Regions from separate parts of the Rattus norvegicus genome. Here region 1 is linked to region 2. The links are chromatin contacts, called in public Hi-C maps. All regions are on one chromosome and are shown on one strand. The core of a region is the stretch at or near the end of the contact, and the rest is flanking DNA. Distances in the headings are between cores, read along the strand shown.

What was found. Hi-C and Micro-C count contacts between places; a contact is called where the count stands out from the background.
Region 1: a contact with region 2 is called in a Hi-C map of kidney, with 6 times the contacts expected there. The contact joins the promoter of Supt16h here to the promoter of Slc39a2 in region 2. A contact is called at or near these places in 2 of 12 Hi-C or Micro-C datasets (frontal cortex and kidney).

Annotation. Positions count from the first base shown.
Region 1 is chr15:27,375,603-27,380,092 of GRCr8, reverse strand. It overlaps Supt16h (SPT16 homolog, facilitates chromatin remodeling subunit), which reads left to right and starts at 1,779. Exons shown (of 26, transcript NM_001107261.1): 1 at 1,779-1,908. The coding sequence starts at 1,843. Chd8 (chromodomain helicase DNA binding protein 8) reads left to right here. Exons shown (of 37, transcript NM_001347661.1): 37 at 1-808. The coding sequence ends at 369.
Region 2 is chr15:27,062,017-27,066,347 of GRCr8, reverse strand. Slc39a2 (solute carrier family 39 member 2) reads right to left here and starts at 2,111. Exons shown (of 4, transcript NM_001107260.1): 1 at 1,873-2,111; 2 at 1,568-1,698; 3 at 1,281-1,331; 4 at 1-906. The coding sequence starts at 1,987. The coding sequence ends at 274. It overlaps Mettl17 (methyltransferase like 17), which reads right to left. Exons shown (of 14, transcript NM_001427254.1): 13 at 4,126-4,310; 14 at 3,818-4,045. The coding sequence ends at 3,937.

The DNA of each region.
Region 1 (4,490 bases), core at 530-3,029, 310 kb before region 2:
CTGGGTCACAGCAGTGCCACTTCTGCATCTCTGCCTTTCATGCCGTTTGTGATGGGTGGTGCAGCAGCACCCCCTCATGTAGACTCCAGCACCATGCTTCATCATCACCACCACCACCCCCACCCCCACCATCACCACCATCACCATCCAGGCTTGAGAACCACTGGCTACCCTTCTTCACCAGCTACTACCACCTCTGGTACTGCCTTGCGGTTACCAACACTGCAGCATGAGGACGATGATGAAGAGGAGGATGAAGATGATGATGATTTATCTCAGGGCTATGATAGCTCAGAAAGGGACTTCTCACTCATTGATGACCCTATGATGCCAGCCAACTCAGACTCCAGTGATGATGCTGACGACTGAAGCCCTAATATAGACCCGTGCTGGGTGGCTGCTGGAATCCCTTACTCTGGCCCTTGGACTTTGGAAATGTGGGAGGGGCAGGGAACAATATGGGGAAACCCAAGACTTCAGGAGGTGAAAAGGAAAAGAAAAAAAAAAGGAAAAAAAAAAAAACAAAAAACTCGTACCCGATTGCTCCCAGTTTTGAGAGGATTGGGTGGGCAGGGGAACTCCTAAAAAATAATAAATGACCACTTCCTCGTTTCTGGGGGAGCAAAGGAGCTTAGAGCAGCTGGTGTGCTCACCCCTCCCCAGACACCTCCATTAACCACAGACTATGTAGCGCTGGCCCTAGCCTCTGGCAGAGCCTGTTCCTGGCCAAACTGTGGATACAGCTGGAGGGTCAGGGACTGTTACCTTCCTTCCCCTTGGCATTAATAAATTTAAGTTAATCCTTTTCCATTCTTCCTATGTTCTGTTTCCTCAAACAATATAAATACTAATTTTTTTGGGGTAATAGTGTAAACATCATTCTGTATTCAATACTGTTACCACGAATAGAAAAGTCACTTGTACCCCTCTAAAGGCATATATAATCAACCGTGGATTGTCCAGTTTGCTTAAGCCAGGGAAATGATACAAGATAAAGAGGTGAAATATATTGAGTTGTGCTCCACATTCTTAGACGAGGATGAATTTCAAGGACCATATATATTTTTCTCAATTAACCAAGATGACCATTCTCTTGGGGAAAACCAGAGGACAATGTTGCTTTTTATGAAATACAGCAAAGTACCCGCTGACAAAAAAAGGTGCCTTCATGACTTGGGTCCCCAGGGGGCTGGGAAGAACTACAAAGTTTAGGAGCCACTCCAAGCTATTTGTTTCCTTCCACCCTACCAGCACATCTCTTAAAGGAAACCTGAACATTTATCTTCCTACTCTGCTTCTGCCTTCCCCGCAGCTTATTTGCAAAGGTGGGCTCCGTTCTCTTGGGATGCAGAGTTTGGTTAAAAGTGCCTTCCCCTTGGCGTTCAAGGCCCTGCCCTGGGGCAGAGGACTCACTCCTCAGCGCTTGGTTGCTCGCGGGTCCCGCTCTTTCTGCTCCCCTCCCACCTCTGCCCGCGGCTTAGAGCGCCCCGAGCTCGAAAAGTGGGCGGGTCACGTGACGGTAGCCTCTGGCGGCGGAGAGAGGTTCCAGATCCCGCGAACCAGCTCTGCAACAGTATTCTGTTGATTTCTCCACTTTTGCGTCCTTCTCTGTTGCCTTTCCCCTACTACCCTACAGAGCGAGCTGGGTGGTGGGTTTTTTTTTGTTTGGGTTTTTTTGCTTTTTAAAATCTTCGACGCTATAGGGACCCGGAAGCGGAAGGGGATACCGAGCGGTCGGTACTTCCGGGTCACAGAGAGTGCGGGATTCCGGGCCGAGCGCGGGTGGCGGAGCTGGGACCTCGCGTGATTCTCGGAGCCCGACGGAAAGCGGCGTCCAGGGCTATGGCTGTGACTCTGGACAAAGACGCGTACTACCGGCGAGTTAAGAGACTGTACAGTAACTGGCGGGTAAGGAGCCCGGCGCCCCCGGGAGCCTCACATCCCATAATAGCCTGCTTCCCGGCGCCCTTTTCCCCTCAGCCAGAAATCTCCGGCTCCGCCGCGCTCCCGCCTGCTCCGGCAGCGGGAGTCCCGCTCGCCGCACAGCGCCTGCGGGGTCCGCACGCGCCTAGCCTGTCCCGCCGCCACACCGGCCCACCCAGGTCCCGCCAGAATTACCGTTTGCGGGAAAGGGGCGCGAAAGCTGTGCCCGGAGCTCTTGGCGCTCTCCGCTTGCGGGCCTCTGCTGGAGTTGAGAAATGCTGCTCCCGCGCTCCGCTGCTTCACGTTAGGCCCTGCGTGGGTAATAGACCCAGCGCTGGAAACCTGCGGGCTCTCATAAGAATTAAATTGATAGGACGCCTCAGACCTGGTTTCCCATGTCGGCATCATACCGGGGGCACGTGTTGAGGAAATCGTTGTGGAAGTTCCAGGGCTTCTCCAAAGATTGGACAGTTTCCCTGTTTTATAATCGCTCATAATTTAAAACTTACTTTTTTGCTAGTTAACTTCTCAAATGTTTGATTAATTTCATACTGTGATACTGTCTGAAACAGTCTATCATAGGTCTGGGCTCTGGACCTTGTGAGCGAGGGAAAATATAACTGCTAAAAAAGAAACCCGAAAACGTTCTGAAAAAATAACCAACTCTGGTTTCAGCGTTGTAACCTATCTTACCGATTGATCCTCTCCATTCTTGGCTCCTGCCTATAATCCCATGATTTCTGAGGCTGAGGCAGGAAAATGACTAGTTTCATGCCAGCCTGTGCTTCAAAGTGAGACTGTATCAATCAGCTCGTGGCTTAGTAAATAAAATTGAACCTTTACTGAAGTCGGTTGTTTACCTGCCTCATCAGAAAAAAAAGCCTGTGTATCTTTTAAGCAGGATGCATTGCATGCTGGAAATATGTTCTCTGCCACATTTTACTAAAAGCCATACTAGATAAACGCTGGCTTTTTTTTTTTTTTCACTTTATTAGCTAACTTTTTTGAAGATTTACTTATTTATTATACATAAGTACACTTGCAGCTGTCTTCGGACACACCAGAAGAGGGCATCAGATCTCATTACAGATGGTTGGTTGTGAGCCACCCACCATGTGCTTGTTGGAATTTGAACTCGGGACCTCTGGAAGAGCACTCAGTGCGACTTAATGGTCTCTATCACAAAATGATATTTGATCCAAAATAAGTTTTTGGTCCTGAGAATTGGTCCTACCACCTAGTGCTTTACCAGTAAGCTATATCTGCAATCTAGGGATATTTATTAATAGTCATTATATTATGATATATGTAATGTTGATAATCAAAAGCTCTCGTTTCCACAATCAACCCTGAAATAATGCACTGTTTTTAAAGCTTTTTTTTTTTTTTTTTTTATGCTTATGGGTAGTTTGCATTCATGTATGTATACCTTGCATGCGTTGCCGGAGAAGGCCAGAAGAGGGCATCGGATACCCTAGAACCGAAGTTTCAGAAGGTTATTAGTTGATGTTTGGGTCCATATGAATCCTAGTCTTCTGGAAGGACAACCAGTGACCTTAACCACTGAGCATCTTTCTAGGCCCTTAAAAAATACACTATTGGTGTATTCTCTAGTTCCAGAGTTCATCAAGCTATTTAAAGACTGTTTCAATAACATGGTTTTTAATTATAATTTTCATAACTTATGTCCCACATCAAGCACAGCATATCATCTTTTGAGTAGAAATGCCTGACACATTAAGCCTCCATCCTCCTTCAGTATTGGGTTCTTGGGGGTTTATTGTAGGAAGCCCTCCCAGATCAAGTGTGGTACATAAGTCTTTTAATGGTGAAATATTTGCATACAGTTTATGCACGTGTGCTATAAGTCATCAGGATACCAACTACGATGTCAGTGATGCCTGAGTGGATATAAGTGCCAGTGCTCACGGATAGGGGTCAGAAGATATCTTTGTCCAGTCATTTGTCTTCAAGTTGGGTACCTTTATCTGGGCTCTGGAGATCAAACTCACGTTGTACAGCAAGCACCTTTATCTACTGAGCCATCACCAGTCTGCTTTACATCATTCTTGAGACATTTGAGTCTAGTCCAGTCCTACCTTTTCTATTTTCAACATCAAAATAGGTTTTCAGTGCCTGTCTTGTTTCTGCTTTGGGAAATCCTAGGTGGTAGTGATAGATTATGAAAGTGGGTTACAGGGTCGTCCTGTGGGTTTTCTATTTATGGGATACATAGTTAGAGATTTCCAGCCCGTTCATTGTTGTGGTTGTTTTTAATCACTAAATCAATTTATTCTGCCTACTGGAGGGAGGTTAAACAAAGTTCCTCCCTAGATTTTTGACTATTTTTGAGGAGTAAGGGACACTGGATTCAGGCATTTCTACTAATAATTTGAGAGTTATTTTATTAAATCTTCCTGTGAACAGACCTCAACTCCTTTCTCTGCTTTTTGTCTTGAAGAGTTACACAAGGTGCCAGAATTGCAGCTGTTTTCAAAAGAAATAATAATCCAATGCATTTGTTTGCCAGCTGCTATGCTTGAGGTAATGGGTAGCTGTGACCCTTC
Region 2 (4,331 bases), core at 862-3,361:
AAGGGAACAACGGGTAAAATGGGAATTTTATTACACACAATAACAAATCTGGAGTGATGGTCTTGATACCAATTTTCCAGTTAAATAGGCATGTAACCAAAACATTCTTTCTAAGTCCCAAGCAAGGACGGGATCTCACGTATATAAAATCTGGGTTAGTCTGTACCTAGTAAATGTTTAGTCTCACTGAAAATAATGTCTGAGGACTTAAGTTATTGAGGGAGTGTCCTCAGGAGAAGTTATCCTAGGTCTAACAGGGCAGTGAGGAATGTATCAGGCCCACAAAGCAATAAGGGCCATGAAGGCAAACCCGGCAGCCACACAGCCATACTTGGCCAGAGGGGCCTCAGGACAAGCCAGCTCCCGGGGCAAAATTTCTAGGAAGGTGACATATAAAAACGTGCCAGCTGCTATGCCCTCTAATATCGCCTGGGCTAATTCCTGTGCTTGTCCTGAGGCTCCACCAGCCACGGTCAGCCCTAGGGCTAGGCCCACAGGAGACATGAGAGCTAAGGACAGTATGCAGAACGTGGCCCATCGTGGTCCAGTGCCGATCTTCACCAGCCTCAGGCCCACGCTGAACACCACAAGCCCCTTATGAGCCAGCACAGCAACGCAGAGCTGTACAGTAGCTGCCACGGTTGCCTGCAGTCCCACAGCTAGACCTTCGAATACGGAATGAAAGGACAGCGAGAGCAGAAGGATGAGGGCGCGGAGGGGACCCCGTGAGGGTGAGGGTATGGGTGGATGCTTGTGGAATCCGAAGGCATGAGTCCCTCCCCATTCCTCCTCCTGTACTGTCGATCCTCCAGCAGCACCGTGACAGCACTGCAAGGCCAGCGACTCCAAAAGGAAGACAAAGAAAAAGCCCAGGGAGATGACAAGTTCTCCGTAGGGGTACTCCACCTAGGAACAGAGAGAGGAACCATAAGCCAGGGCGGAAGGAGACAATACACGGAATGGACACGGGACCAGGAGAGGAGAATGGAAAAAAATGGCAAAAGGACAAAAAGGCGCACGGAGCCCGAGAGTAGACGTACAGAGGAGAGAGAGACCCAGGGGGCTGAGGGCAGCCGGTCAGAGTGTCTTAGGTAGGAAGGGTGGAGTCAACCAAGAGCCTTTTCTGAGGTCCACGAACAAAGGATTAGGCCCGGCACTGGCTTTCTCTAAATTATTTGATCTGAGAGAAGAGAGTCCCGGTATCCTTCACTTATCAAAGGGGGCATGAAAAGTCCAGGCTCTCCTCACTCTCCAGACAGGGGCTAATAGTAGATACTTACGTAACTGGCAGCAGCATCACGAGAAGAATTCCCCTTACTTCCTGTACTATTCTAGGAAGGCAGAAACAGAAATTAGACTGAGTCTGAGGCAGCTCTAGTCCTTGTCCTGCCTGCCCTTTCAAGCACCAAGCTTTCCTTGGATGCTCACCCCGACCACCGCTCCCATTCCTACCCAACAGCTGCTGTCCCACCCGTGGGCTGTGCTTATCTAAGCGGTCCCGATGTCTCTAGCTTCTGTCTATCAGCCCGGCTCCATAACCCTGACACTTGATTTCTGTGCTACCCACCTGCACCACGAATTTCTGAATTTCTGACTCAATTCCCTCCAGGGCTTCAGCAGTCATATGCATCAACCCTGCTCCCAGGAAGACACCGGCAGAGGTGCAGCCCAGGAGGCTGAGAACCCTGTGGTGGTGACCTAATAAAAGAGCCGGGGTTATTCTCCAGCTAGCGACGAGGTCAATGGGAATGAATGAAGAGCAACAGACAGCGCTCCCCGCCGTCTTTGGAGGGATGTGAGAGAACCAGAGCCAGATGTTAGGAGAGGTCTGAGGTAAGACAGTGTGAGGGACAGAGTCAGTGGGGGCTATACCTGTTGCTGCATCCGTCTGGAACCATTTGACGTAGATGGGAGTAAGACCACAGCCCAGTGTGAAAACCAGGAGGGCAAGCACACAGCCAATTTTAACTCCTGGTAGCACCTCCATCTCTGGGGTGTAGGGTAAGCAGAGACCTCAGAAAGGCGAAAGCAGCGAGGAACGGTTGAAGCAGCCAAAGTGGAGTATTCCCTTGCGTGAATTTCAGGACTGTTGCTAACCCTCTTGTCCCTGCACTGTCTGGGTTTACACAGCCCTCAGCCGCATAGCTGACGAGGGCTCAGCCCCAGCCACCAACCCTCCCACTATCTGGAGGCCCCTCCCCTGCCTCACACCTTCCTGAGCTTCCAAACCAGAAACTCCAGACTCCCTGCCAGGTACAGCTCAGAGAAGTTTTCTCTTCTATGCTGTGACTAATCCAAGCGCTCTGAGGACTCTTAGTTCATGTCTGGGGTTGATCTGACCTCAAGTGTAACAACCTATGGTAGTTAGGTCCCAGTTATGTTAATTTGGTCCTGCCATGGTCAGGACATTTAATATAAGCCTTCCATAGGCTTGCTCTACCCCATCCTAAGTCTTACAGGTTGCTCTGCTGATACTTGAACTGAACCCTTTCAGAGAGGATTTGGGGCCACCTGAGGGTAAAGGGGGTGGAGTTGCTACTCTTCTGTGTGAATTAGCAAGCAAAGAGAGTCCCCTTTCCTCTAACTCTAGAAAAATAGCTCCAGGCATGGAAATTCCCAGGGATCTGTTCTCTTTCTCTCTCTCTCTCTCTCTCTCTCTCTCTCTCTCTCTCTCTCCCTCCCTCCCTCCTTCCCTCTCTCCCCCTCCCTCCCTCCCTCCCTCCCTCTCTCCCCCTCCCCCTCCCTCCCTCTCTCTCTCTCTCTCCCTCCCTCTCTCCCCCTCCCTCTCTCTCTCTCTCCCTACTGTTACAACATGGATACTGTCACTTTTTTTTTTTTTTTGACCCAGGGTCTCACTGTGTAGCCCTGGCCAGCCTGGAACTATGTAGACCAGGCTAGCCTTGATAAACTGAGATTTACCTGCCTCTGCTTCTCCAAAGCCTTGGGCTACTATGCCCCACCTGTCACTTCTGTTTCTGTGATGAAGCCCTCCCCATATCCCCCAGTGAAATCAGTCAATTGCTTTTTTCTCTTATATAAAAACTTAAAACACTTTTTTTTTATCTTTAAAGTTTGAGGAAACCCACAAACTTCAAACAAACAACACATTCTTTGTTTTAGTCAAGGTAAGCTCTGCCATGTCCCTGTTGACATCTAGTCCTAGAATTATCAACTGTTAATCTTGTCACTTTCATCATACAAGAAAATTTACAAGCTTTACGTGCTGGACCTCACGTGCTGGACCTCAGATTGCTGGACCTGAATGGTCTACCAGATGTCCCTCAGTGCCAAGAGATCTAAAAGCCTTGACCTTTATCAAAGCCTGTGATATTATCTGCTTGCCCCCAGCCCTCTTCCGTGCCTTCCCTTATAGCTCGGAATTATGCTTGCTGTGCAGGGGCAGACTTGAGGTACCCTTGCCTCACTGGTAGGTAGCCTCTTGTTTTGGGGCTTAACGTTTCTTGTTGTGAACTGGGGTTGTTCTAGCATGGAAACAGGAAATGGAAACAAACCAAACAAACAGAAGTGTCTGACTAGATTAACCTTGAGGGAAATATGAGGCAAACTCCAGGGAAAGAAACCAGTAAAGGAGTCGGCTAACTGCTAGTTCCCTCTCAGGAGGCCCGCATGACCAGTGGGTGAGCCCTGCTGAGTCTCTCACAGGGCCAGTGTGTCTTTCCCCACCATCCTCCATGTCTTTCAAGGAAGTGTCTCTTTGAAGCAGTGAGGTCTCTCTACACTGACATTGCACTCTCTTCATTACAGACAGGCCAGGACAACCGACCCCGTATCTTTAAGCAGTCATAAAATCCACCTCTGTTCTTTAAAAACATTTATTATTAAAATTTCAAACAAATACAAGCACAGGGGTACCAGAGCTGTCTTCCTGGACCAGGTAGCTTTGCCCTTGGCAGGTGTGACGGAGGAATATCCTTGTCAACTCTCAGGGGGCTCTTCAGCCGGGGACGGAGGAGGAAACTCGGATGGAGAGATCACAGGTAAAAGGTCTCCCCAGGAGCTGACGCGGGCACAGCGATATAAATCCCTGCGGCGTGAGAGAGAGAGAGGTGTTCAGTGGGCTGCGGGCTCTTGCTACACTCACTCAGATGGCCGTATCTCCTCTACCTGCCGTGCCGACGGGCTGTGACCACAGCGTGCTGCATGTGCCCATCTGGACAACAGAGGTGACAATGCACATGGCGAGGCCGTTTAAGAACAGGCTGCGTGATTCGGGGCCAGCGGTTAGCTTCCTTTGGAGAACCCCTGGCAAGGATTACCATGGAGAACGTTTCCTCCTTTGGTTTCTTATTCTACAAGAAGAATATGGAGCT